Regions from separate parts of the Mus musculus genome. Here all the other regions are linked to region 2. The links are chromatin contacts, called in public Hi-C maps. All regions are on one chromosome and are shown on one strand. Each heading gives the region's core, a stretch centred on a gene start, on an enhancer-like site or on the middle of the called end of the contact. The rest is flanking DNA. Distances are from core to core; before and after follow the strand shown.

Region 1 (3,974 bases), core at 920-3,419, 8.0 Mb after region 2:
TAAGTTATCGTGATTAAAGGTCAGAATGTCACACTCTGTGCTGATCTGCATACTTCAATAGTCTGGAGCAGTTGAAGCAGCTAAACTATTTGGCTCTGGGGAGGTTGGAATTCCCATGAGAATTATAGTGATCTATGTATAACATAACATGAGAATCAGACTCCTTTTAAGTATAAACTATTAGAGGTATTACTAATAACAGAGGGCCCAAAAGAGGAGAAACTTCTTCAAATGATCATGATTACGGATCAGTACGTTTAGCCAATTACTGATTTCTAAATTCTGCCTGCTGGAGTTCAATTTCACGCTAGTCCAGGCATTCTTGTTCTTCACCACTGGCCCGACGGCCATCCATTCTCTTTTCCTTATGGCTGTTGCAAATTTTCCTCATCTCTTCTTCATACTTGATAAAATTCTCCCCAAACCTTGTCCAAGCTTTGAACGGAACAGTAATAGTATTACGGTAAGGCGGTCTCACCTCACTTACCTTCAGGAAAATTCCATATTTATTAGAGCCCACATCAAAGTAGAACCTTTTATTGTCCACTCTGAAAGAGGTCCCCTCTGGGAGTTCAAGTGGGTCGTCGTCTCCACACCTTCGTTCTTCTATGTCTCCTTCGCCGTAGTCTTCAATCAGCTGAACCAAGGCATCACGAAATTCAATCATACCTTGTGCTGGGAGGACAATAGTCTGATCCTGGCCCAAACTGTGGCCAAAGTAACCGATCATGCCAGTGCCCCGCATCATGGTTTGTCTAATCCTTAGGAAGCGACCTCGTTGGTTTTCCTTTAGGTCCAGGTAGTATTTCCTATTGTCCCTCTCTATATAGTCCGTTTTGAGGACACTGTGAGGATGCTCTTCTGACCCCACTGACACCGGTGGGGAGGGTGCAGAGTGCTTCTGCCGCCTCCTGGAGACTTGCTCTTTGCTCTGGCCATGCTCCTGTCTGTGGCCTTTCAGGCCCAGATGGGCATAGTGCTCGATGAAGTCGCCTAGACAGTCCTTCAGCTCTGCTGCTACCGACAGGGAGAGGGTCAGTTTACTCTTTCTGATATTGTCCTGCCGGCCTCTCCCTATCCAGACTTCGGCTATCTTTAGGAAGCGGCCCCGGGAGCTCTGCTTCACGTCTAGGTAAAACCTCTTTTTCTGGATGTCCACACGTTTGGAGGCTAGCTCCTGGATTTCGGATGTGCCCCCAGACTGATTAGGGGTGGCTGACGCGGAGTAGTGGGGGTAGTGAGAATGCTGGGCCTGGGGATAGAGTCTACTCTTGCTTAGGCCAGGGCCCCCTACATTCTTGCCTCCGCGGCCACGGCCGCCGCCGCTGCCGCCGCCTCCCCTTCGCCTGGCTCTTTCCATCTTCAGCTGCAAGTGACAAACAGACACACGGGGTGGGATGGGGGAGGGGTGTTGAGAACAATCGCAGACGCCCCTGGGTCCGCACTGCCCCCGCTGCCGCCGCCCGGAACCCCTACTCTGGCCCGGCTCTCGCGCTCCGGCCTCGGCCGGCTCCGCACCGCGCACACAGCATCCCCTCTGCCGCCCCAGGCCTCCCGCTCCGATTCCCGTACGCTGCCAGCCGCCCAGCTCCGGCTCGGCAGCCCCGGGGGTCCCAGCCAGCCGACACTCACATCATCTCCGTCACCGATGCCCTTCACGACCACCGCCGCCGCCGCCGCCAGCTCTCGGCCCCTCCGCCGCCGCCCCCCGCCTCCTTCCCCGCCGCCGCCGCCGCCGCCGCGCGCTCTGCCCCCCGCCGGAGCAGCGGGGCAGGGGCATCGCCTGCGGCGCCCACCGCCGCCGCCGCGCCTCCTGCGGCCGCTGCCTGGATTCGGGCACCGGCCCGACGCCGCGGGGAGGGCGGGAGGGAGGCGGGGAGCTGCCTGAGGGGCCGGGCTTGGGACCCCGCCTCCCCAGCCGCGCTAGCGGAAAGACGGGGGACTCGGGCTCTGCCTCCGGGCGCGCCCTGACGGCAGACAGCGCGCGGGGACCCGGCGTGCGAGAGAGCCGGCAGGAGAGGTGGCGGGAGGGTTGTGATTTCCCGCGACTCACCCGCACCTGCGTTGAGACTACATTTCCCAGCGTGCCCAGCGGCCGTCAGCTCTGAGCATGCGTGCTGCGCGGGGTGGCTGCGGTGGGTGGGAGGGCGGCGCGGCTGGGAGAGGTTGGGCGGGGCCGCGGGCGGAGTGCAGGGAAGGGCAGTCGCCAGACCAGAAGTGCACCGAGGCGCCCGTTGGTATAAAGTTAGTAAATGTGAGGCCTCTCTCGATGCCTGGGTCCTGGGCTTTGGTTCTCAGTCCTCCATAAATCATCCTGCTGGAGGAGAAGACCCTTAGATCTGGCTCTTCTCAGGGTAACGTGCCTTCCCCGCTTTTGCCTCTCCCCTTTGCGTACCCTGGGCTATATCTACGCATCTCGGACGCTTGTTTCTCTCTCCCACGAGGCTTTCTCTTGGGGTTGTGTTGGGGAGATTCTTGGAAAGGGAGCCTTGCCTCCTTTCTCCTTCAGATCCCCTGGAAAGGGGCCTCGGAGCCACAGGCCTCCTCTGGTCCCGTCAGTGGGCTTTCCCGCCTCTTCCGCCCCAGCTGCTGTTTATAGCGCTTCGGAGGCAGAGGTAACTGAGTCCGGGGAGGCAACCGACTTTCCACTACTGAGCAAATTGTTTTGGACCTCTTAAGGTTAAGTCATTGTACTAATGAGCATTTGGTCTTGTTGAATATGACTCGTTCTCCCATAGACCTGATATGTAAAAACCTGGAGAGCAAAAAACTCTTTAGGATGCTAATCCAGAGTCCCCAAATAACAAATTTCAGCCTTATTTTTCCCTTTGGTTTTATTGAGACCCGGCTTCTCTTCTGTAGCCCCTCACACTTTTAGCCCAGGCTGTCCTCGAACTCAAGAGAGTACGGCCTACCCTGTCATGCCCTCTTGATCTTTTATTAGAGATTGTATGCAAAGCCTGCGGCGTATAGGGCAGTTTGGTACTCGATGTCGTTGTATACTAGTTGTCCCCTGTGTCTCCTCTTGCTTTGAGGATGGAACCCCAGACTGGGACCACTCACCTGCTTGATACAGCGCTCTTCAATTGAATGGCATCCCAGCTCTGCTAATTCAGCATATAATTGTTGAGCGCTGCTGAGATAACAAAATGAATGAAACAGAAAATTTACCCATTTTTGAGCTCACAATTTAGCGGAAAGAGATACACAAAATGCCAAGTGCAGTATTGACAAAGTGAAAATGAAAGAAAGACGGGTGAGGGCCAGTGGGTGTTGGGAGGTACAATTCCCAATAGGTCCTCACTGTGAAGGAAGTGTCTATGGGACAGGAAAGAAAGTGCAAGCCTGAAGGAGGCTGCTTGGAGTAAGAGTAACCTAGAAAGGCCTTTAGGGTAGAGAAAAGGGGCCTGCTCTTAGAGATCAGAGAGATTATGCAGGATTCATGACTATGTTAGGAATCTGGTGTGTCATCCTGAAGTGTTGGGAAGCTCTGGTCGAGTTTTCAGGGAAACACACACACACACACACACACACACACACACACACACACACACTATAATTTGCCAGTTTAATAATTTTAAGTACAGTTCAGTGATAATAAATTACACTCTGCATGTGCAAATGTCGCCGCTATCTACTGCTACCACGTTCTTTGTTGTTGATTTGGGTTCTTGTTTGTCTGTTTTTGGATGCTGGGCATTGCCCATGCTATAAATACCTATTCTTTTACTGCGCACACCCTAGCCCTACTTCCAGAACTTGCTCTTCATCCTAAGCAGAGACTCTGCAGCCATAAAGCAATAACTCTATGGCCTCCTCTTCCCAGGCCCCAGAAATTTTTGTAATATTTCACTTCTCTTATGAATCCATGCATTTCAGATACTTCATGTAAATAGAGCCATTTGTTCTTTTGCACCTGACAGATGTGGCTCCGTCCATCCAGCAAGGTTTCCTTTTCAAGGCCCATCTATGCT
Region 2 (3,649 bases), core at 488-2,987:
ACTACAGAGCCCCTGTCTCCCTCCAGGATGCGCATCCTCCTGCGCATCCATCAGACTAATTCTACCACTTACTGTTCAGACCTCCTCTTTTCAATCATGTCTTCCCTGCCTGCATGTTAAAAATTCCAATCCCCTTCCTAGCTTCTACATTCTTCTACTCCTTGCCCGACCTCCCCCCATCCCCCAACATTTACAGCTTTTGCTTGCTATTTTACAGATGAACCTCACATGCCTGGTGTTTGCTATTTCCCATCTAGTAAGTTTCATAAGGGAAGAACTTTGTGCCTTTTTGTTGCTTCCTCAAACTCTGCATCAGAGACCTGATATATTCTGTTTTGTTTTATTTTGGAGATGAAATCTTGCTATCTTGTCTAGGCAGGTTTGAAACGCCAGAGTCAGTGACTGAAGACAGCTTTCTGCCTCAGGTTGCTGTCTAAAACAGTCCTCAGTGTCCCCCTTCAAAAAGTAAGTATTTTCCAATCTTGCTTACCTAAGTAAGATTTCTTTTTTTGTTTGTTTGTTTTTTTTTGTTTTGTTTTGTTGTTGTTGTTGTTGTTTTTTTTTTTTTTTTGAGACAGGGTTTCTCTGTATAGTCTTGGCTGTCCTGGAACTCAATTTGTAGACCAGGCTGGCCTTGAACTCAGAAATCCGCCTGTCTCTGCCTCCCAAGTGCTGAGATTAAAGGCACGCGCCACCACCGCCCGGCCCTCTAAGTGTTTCTTAATCCTGTGTTGTGTATCAACATCTAAACTTCCTCAAAAACAAACAAACAAAAAACAAACAAACAAAAGCCAACTTATTTATCATTTGCCTCCAAATTTAGGTGTTTTTTACACCAAAAAGGAAAAATACTCGGATCCCCAGCACAGGAGTCGGGGGTGAGAATTAAAATAGGATTTTAATGGTCCTGAGTGAGTTTTATAGAAGCATTTTTTTAAAAGCCTCCAAACTTCTTGAGATGCCTGTCGTCGAAGCAGAAAATGTAAATCTAGAGGCATTTTTTTCCTGTTGGATTCTAGATAACTCATCCTATTATGGAGAGCCTTGTCCAAGGTAAAAGCCAAGCAAGTATTTCACTTTTATCTGCTTTTCAAAGTAGACTATGAAGTACCAAGTACCTGTCCTAGGTTTAGGTCCGCTGGACCAACTGGCTTCTCACGAGCTAAAGGAAAACAGGAGTTGAGTAACGCGGCGACAAATACATCGATGAAGGTCCCACCCCTTCAACCTCTCCAACCCCGGACATAACAGCAAGAAACTAAAATCTAAATCCTAGGATTTAGCAGTGCCTTAAGTACCTAGAGTACCCGAGAGATGAAACTTCTGACCCTGACACTTGTCCTCTCTGGTTGTGATCCCTCGGGCAGGATGGATGGATTGAGTGACTCACTTGGAGCCAGCCTTCCCCAGAAGGCAAACTAGGTCTGACGCTATGCTCTGAAACTCTGTCCCTTTGGTGGGCTCAGGAACCGCGACGCCTAGGAGCCAACCTCTCCCGAGTCAGTCGGCGTCCGCCCTCAGAAATCCTCCAGCACCAGCGTCTTGCCCCGGCCCCCGCGCTCCAAACGAGTGAAGGCCAGAGGAAAACTGGAAGTCCCGCCCCGGGGTGCGGCTAAGGCTGGACGAAACCACTGCGTGGCGTGCTGGGGGCGCAGCCCCTCTCGGCCCTGTGCGCGGACTCCGCTCTAGGGACTCGGCCCGGCGCCTCTATCTCTGGCGTGTCCCCTGCCGTGCATGGTGTGGCCCAGGGTCGCTGATCACGCGTTGGGGTGCGGCCTGCTGCTGGTGGAGGTGGTCCCTGCTGCAGCTGCTGCTAGAGTCCCTCGGAGCGGCGCTTGCAGCTGGGAAGATGCGGGGCCAAAGTCTTCTCACCTGGGTCCTAGCCGCGGCAGTCACCTGCGCCCAGGCACAGGATGTGCCGCCGGTGGGTGAGCTCCAGCCGAGGCACAGATGGGGGTGCAGGCGCGGGCTCAGGGGGAGGTGGGCGCAGCTGTGGCGGGGCGGGTGAGGGACACCTGCTCGCGGTCTGTATCTTCCGTGAGGCGTCGGGGGAACTCTGGTTCGGTCCCGCGGAGTATGGGTGCAAATGTGGCTTGTGAACCCCGGGCTAAGTGGCTTTGCTGCTGTATGGACCGAGTACACATTTTAGGGAAGTTCTAACTTTCAAGAACAACTGTGTAGGATTCACGCATTCTCCAATCTTATATTTGAGATTACCAGCTACTGTAGGCGGAACTCTCCAGAGAAAAAGCTAACGATTGACTGGTGGCCGTAGTATTTTCTGCCTGGTTACCTAGTGCTTTTTCCTGAAGAAACCATCGCAGGAAGCTATGGGTCACATGCAGTCTTAGCCCAGATGATGGGAACCCACCCCCACCCCGCCCCCCTAAGAAGGCTGTACTGGCTGTGGCCTTCACGCCCAGGCATGGAATGTCTGTCTGTACCGTGGTGCTGCTCGACCAAGTCACAATGCCACAGACTTTATATATCCGCAAGAGACTGTGAGGAACTAACATGATTCTTGTATTTACTAGAAGAGGAAGTATAGCCCTGGAGTGAAAAATGTAGCCAGAGGTCACATCGTTGTTCCCAGAAACATTTCTAAGTTCAGCCTCTAGGTCAAAGCCCGACAGCGACATTTCATAGATCGATTCTATAAAGGCTATAGAATTGAAGACTGTTTTGTTGCCAGATTTGATAACTAGGAACCTGGATGCACCTTACCTGTGCCAGATGACAAGAATTTTGAAAAGAGGCAAGACATTGGAAATGGGAGCAGCAGGAGTTCTTTTAATTTTATTCCTAGAAGGAGAAATGCTTTTTTGAATTTGAGAGAGAGAGAGAGAGAGAGAAAATTAGCCAGCCACTAGAATAGATACTTAGTAGATAAAAGTAGAATGCACATCAGGGCAGAGGGTGGCACACGCCTTTAAATCCCAGCACTTGGGAGATAGAGGTAGGCGAATGTTCTAGGACAACAATGGACACAGAGAAACCTTGTCTGAAAAACACCACACAACACAAAGTAGAATGCAGAATGGTATACAGAGTAATTTCAGTGACCAAAACCCACATAGTATGTACAAAAGATTGAAGGAAGAGCAAAACGTTTGCTCTAGTGTAGATAAAGAATTGATTTACCAAACTTGGTTGGGATTGTAAGAATTGTTGAAGAATTAAGTATTTTGATAGCTTGTGCCTTTTTGCCCAAAGATTACCAAAGGACACATAATGGTTGAGCAAACTAGGTCTAGTGTTTGATGTGAGGGACTGATATAGACCTTTTCAACCGTGGGTTAAGTAACAACAAATTCTAAACAAAATACTTGGAGAATTTGAGTGTAACCCAGGATTTGTTGTAGAGAGTAGAAGCAGAGCATCCTTTGATTTAGCAAGAGATGCTGTTCTGAGTTACACAGTGTGTAACTCTTTATCAGTGTGTAGACACAATCATGATACAAGCTTGCTTTGTCTCACTTTGTCTCTGCGGTACTTAATTCCTCTTTGTGTCCAAGAGCAGAACACAAGTCCATGGGGTCCTATAGGCCTGTAAGGTGTTAATGTGCAGCTATGAACTCAGAGCAGTTTCATGTCCTTAGAGCTGTTATTTTTGTGTTTGTTTGCTTTTATTCTTTCTTAATACTTTGTT
Region 3 (3,943 bases), core at 986-3,485, 5.2 Mb before region 2:
TTTCTGTGAGCTCAAGGCCTAGACTGGTCTACAGAGTGAGTTCCAGGACAGCCAGGTCTAATAGAGAAACCTTGTCTCAAATTAAAAAAAAAAAAAAGTAAAATAAAAATAAGAAAGAAAGAAAAGAAACAAAGAAAAGATTTTGTTAAGAGAACTCTCCAAAGTATGATTCCCACAAAATGATAGCTTTGCCTTCAATGGCTTAAGGGGGGGAAAAATCACATTAACAATCTTGCTTACCTGTTTCCTGGAATATGTGCTTCTCAAAGTGTTCTTTGAATGTTTTGCACTATTAAAACACAGATGACAAAATTTTAAAAGTGAATTCAGCAGATATTTTGAGCAACTGGGAAAGCACTGTAAGCTATAATCCTTCCAAGGCGCACCTTTCCAAATTATCCTCATTACTGCTCACCCAGCAGAGCTGAAGCCAGGCAATAAACCACTGGGGAGCAGGGTTGGGGGGGACACCTATCACTTTGTTAACCATCTCAGTTGTGTGTATTAGGCTACAATAGAAAAGACTTATTGCCACCCACACTCCCAGCACAGAATACCGCAGTAATAATCCGAGGGGAGGGGGCTGGGACTCCCCACTTGTAGCCAACTCTCAGACCTGTACTGCCTTTGCTTTGGGATAACCGCAGACTGTGATTCTGAGCTCAGAAAGCTTAAGTGACTTCTGAATGGCACCTCGAAACAGAAGTAGGTGGGACAACCTGGAGGCATAAATTGCCTAGCCTGAACTCTTTTCCATCTGACTCTTTTTTTTTATGATTTGTTTATTTTATGTATAGGAGTACACTGTAGCTGTACAGATGGTTGTGAGCCTGAGCCTTCATGTGGTTGTTGGGAATTGAGCTTTTAGGACCTCTGCTCTGCTCGCTCCGGTCAACTCCACTTGCTCAGTCCCTGCTGGCTCTAGCCCAAAGATTTAGGTATTATTATACACAAGTACATTGTAGCTGTCTTCAGACCCACCAGAATAGGGTGTCAGATCTCATTACGGGTGATTGTGAGCCACCATGTGGTTGCTGGGATTTGAACTCAGGACCTTCAGAAGAGCAGTCAGTGCTTTTACCTGCTGAGCCATCTCACCAGCCCCTCTACCTGTTTCTTGTGTGTGCTCCAAAACCAGAGAAATTCCCTTCTAGCTGTGGGCTGGAGTCCTGGAGCAGTTTCCAAACTCTACAGAAACCTCTTTCTTTCCTAAAGGAAATCTCTACAGTAACCATTTTATATAATCTTTGCTGTATGCATCCGTGTGTTTTAGGAGTGATAATGAACAGATTTCATAAATTCCAAGCCTCAAGATGTTGAAACAACAAAAACCACTGGTTTGGCAGATCAAGTTCTAAGCTCCTTTCCCTTGCTCAAAGGTGGTGGTGGCTCACGCCTTTCATCTCAGCACTTGGGAGGCTGAGGCAGGTGATCTCTAAGTTTATGGCCAGCCTGGTCTACAAGAGTTGAGTTCCAGGACAGCCAGGGCCACACAGAAAAATTCTGTCTCGAAAAACCAAAAAAGGTAAAAGCACAAACCAGCATGCCCTGATAAGCTCCTTTGCCCTTTTTAAATCTTCCTTCCCACTGCTCACCGAATGTGGATTCCCCCACCATCTGTGTCCTGTGGTAGCTACAAGCATCATCTTCCATAGGTAATCCTCCCACGGAAGACTTCCTACGCAGAGGAGACCTTTCTATCCAAATCTCTACCAGGCTTTGGATGCGCGCCAGACACGCCCAGAATATCCTTCGCCAGGAGTTGGTGGCGCTAACCTTTCGGGCCGCTTACTAACTTCTTTTCAGATGCACACCTCTTATATAATGAAAAGATCCATGAAGCACTCTGAATGTCCTTTAGGTATTTAGGCAAGGCCAGCCCAAGCTCTAAACAAGCAGCTGCCTGGTCCCTCGCTAGAGATTTCGTTTGGCTTCCGTGTTTTCTATTACGAAAACAGCTGCGTCTTAGAAATAAAAAGCAATGTCGACAGACCAGAAATGATTACTGTTAAATATTTGCTTGTCACATGAAAGCGACGCTGGTGTCTGAGTTCCCCTACCACACAGCTTGACTCCTGGCTCTAGGATTCGGGGCTGTGGGAATTGAGGCCGGGTCAGCGAGTCTCTGGGACGGGTTGAGCCCATCCTGGGCGGATTTCGGGGCGGCAGCACTTACCCCGGGTTCCCCGAGTATCTCAAACTTCTCCTTGCAGCCATCCTACCGTTCCCAAAGGCAGGGACTCCAAACTCGCGCCTAGCCGGTCTTGCTCTGAACAGCCAATCAGAGCCTAGTCCTCGCTATGCTCCGCCTTTTCCGGGGCGGGGCCAGAGAGCGTCCTGGGCGAGAGCACGATGAAATCCAGGCCTGGAAAACACCCAACAGCGGAGCGGAGTCCAAAGCAACCGGCTTAGCTGCTGCAGGCTGTCTCTCCCGCTCTCGCTCCGTTCCGTAAATTTAGAACTCCCCGGCCTCGTGGGCGGGTAAATGACCCGGAGCTGGTGTGGGTGTGGGTGGACCCGAGCCAGCCGCCAGCGGATCCAAAACTCCAGTGCTTCCGGGCGGGCTGTTAGTTGATGGACTACTGTCAAATCCTTCGCATTGCTAAATGCAGATGCCGCTTTTAGCTCCCTGTAGCAGCTCACTGTTGAACGCGACACGTTATTTGTCCTCCCTTCCAGGTCCTTCGTAAAGCGGGAAGGTCCCTTCTGGATCCATACTCACGATTCTTTTGTTTTTACATTTTTCTTGTGGTACAAAAGAATGAAAAATTGATTTAAAGGGATCAAAGATATAAGAAGTAAAAAAAACGGCCAAACTCAGAAGAAAACTGAATCAAGACGTTGGACTTGGCAATGAATTTTTTTTTAAGATTTATGTGTATCGATGCAAAATGTTATATATTTATTATATATACGCATATGTATGTATATATACACACACACACACGCATATATATATACACATCCGTGGTCCCAGTGGAGGTCAGAGGAGGGCATCAGATACCCTGAAACTGGAGTTACAGATAGTTATGAGGCTGGGAAACTCTGAGGTCTTTGGCAAGAGGCTCCAAATGGCTGAGTCATCTCTCCAGCTCCAACAATGATTTCTTGATTAACCTAAAACACAGTGGTAATGAGAAAGGCCAGAAATGGGGGTGATGGGAGAGATAGATGGTTGTGTAAAAAAGGTGGATGTATTTAAACACTTAAAATGACTGGAATAAAAAGCTGAAATGTCCAATTTTATGTTATAAATTTTATCACAATAAAAATATGAATACAAGCTAGGCAGTGGTGGTGCTTGCCTTTAGTCCTAGAGGCAGAAGCAGGTAGCATGGCCTACAGAGTGAGTTCCAGGACAGCCAGGCCTACACAAAGAAACCCTGTCTCCAACAAAGGGTATTTAACACTGTAAAAATAAAACATAGACACCTATATTACTGAATCAGAACATAAAATGTAACAGTTCTCTCAGACTCTTCCATGAATGGCCCTTTTCACAAACCATACGGTTTTTTTTATTTGTCTTTAGCATTTTTATGCTTTTCAGCCTCGATATGCCTCTGTGTATAATCATTGTATATTTCTATCTCTATAAATAACGTTTGGTAGGTTTTCTGCAAGTATCCTAACCAAAGCCATAATTTTTAAAGTGTCCACATCTGCATGCAGCTGTAGTTCATTCATGCTGCCTTTGGAATTCATTAAGTAACTATTTGCATCGCTTTTATTCCTCTGTGCTATGGGTACATCAATGTTTTCTATTTACTATTCCCGACAGCACATCACCAGGAATTCTTACGCACATCTTCCAGGGCACTTGTCTGTGAGTATCTAGGGTCAGTAGAGATACCATGTAAGATGTAGTCGTGGTCAGCTTTGCATGACACCAGGTTTTGTACATTGTTTTGTGAACTGTAGACTGTTTTCTTTACCCCTCCCT

Evidence for each region. A called contact is a pair of places that touch in the nucleus more often than the background predicts.
Region 1: a contact with region 2 is called in a Hi-C map of pre-B cells, with 4 times the contacts expected there. The contact joins the promoter of Wrn here to the promoter of Asah1 in region 2. A contact is called at or near these places in 1 of 39 promoter capture datasets (pre-B cells) and 1 of 484 Hi-C or Micro-C datasets (pre-B cells).
Region 3: a contact with region 2 is called in a Hi-C map of uterus, with 8 times the contacts expected there. The contact joins the promoter of Cenpu here to the promoter of Asah1 in region 2. A contact is called at or near these places in 1 of 39 promoter capture datasets (pre-B cells) and 1 of 484 Hi-C or Micro-C datasets (uterus).

Annotation. Positions count from the first base shown.
Region 1 is chr8:33,383,722-33,387,695 of GRCm38.p6, reverse strand. It overlaps Wrn (Werner syndrome RecQ like helicase), which reads left to right and starts at 2,169. Exons shown (of 34, transcript NM_011721.4): 1 at 2,169-2,354. It overlaps Purg (purine-rich element binding protein G), which reads right to left and starts at 1,854. Exons shown (of 2, transcript NM_001382855.1): 1 at 1,633-1,854; 2 at 1-1,366. The coding sequence starts at 1,360. The coding sequence ends at 308.
Region 2 is chr8:41,372,785-41,376,433 of GRCm38.p6, reverse strand. It overlaps Asah1 (N-acylsphingosine amidohydrolase 1), which reads left to right and starts at 1,737. Exons shown (of 14, transcript NM_019734.3): 1 at 1,737-1,924. The coding sequence starts at 1,850.
Region 3 is chr8:46,550,361-46,554,303 of GRCm38.p6, reverse strand. It overlaps Cenpu (centromere protein U), which reads right to left and starts at 2,235. Exons shown (of 13, transcript NM_027973.4): 1 at 2,177-2,235; 2 at 241-289. The coding sequence starts at 2,217.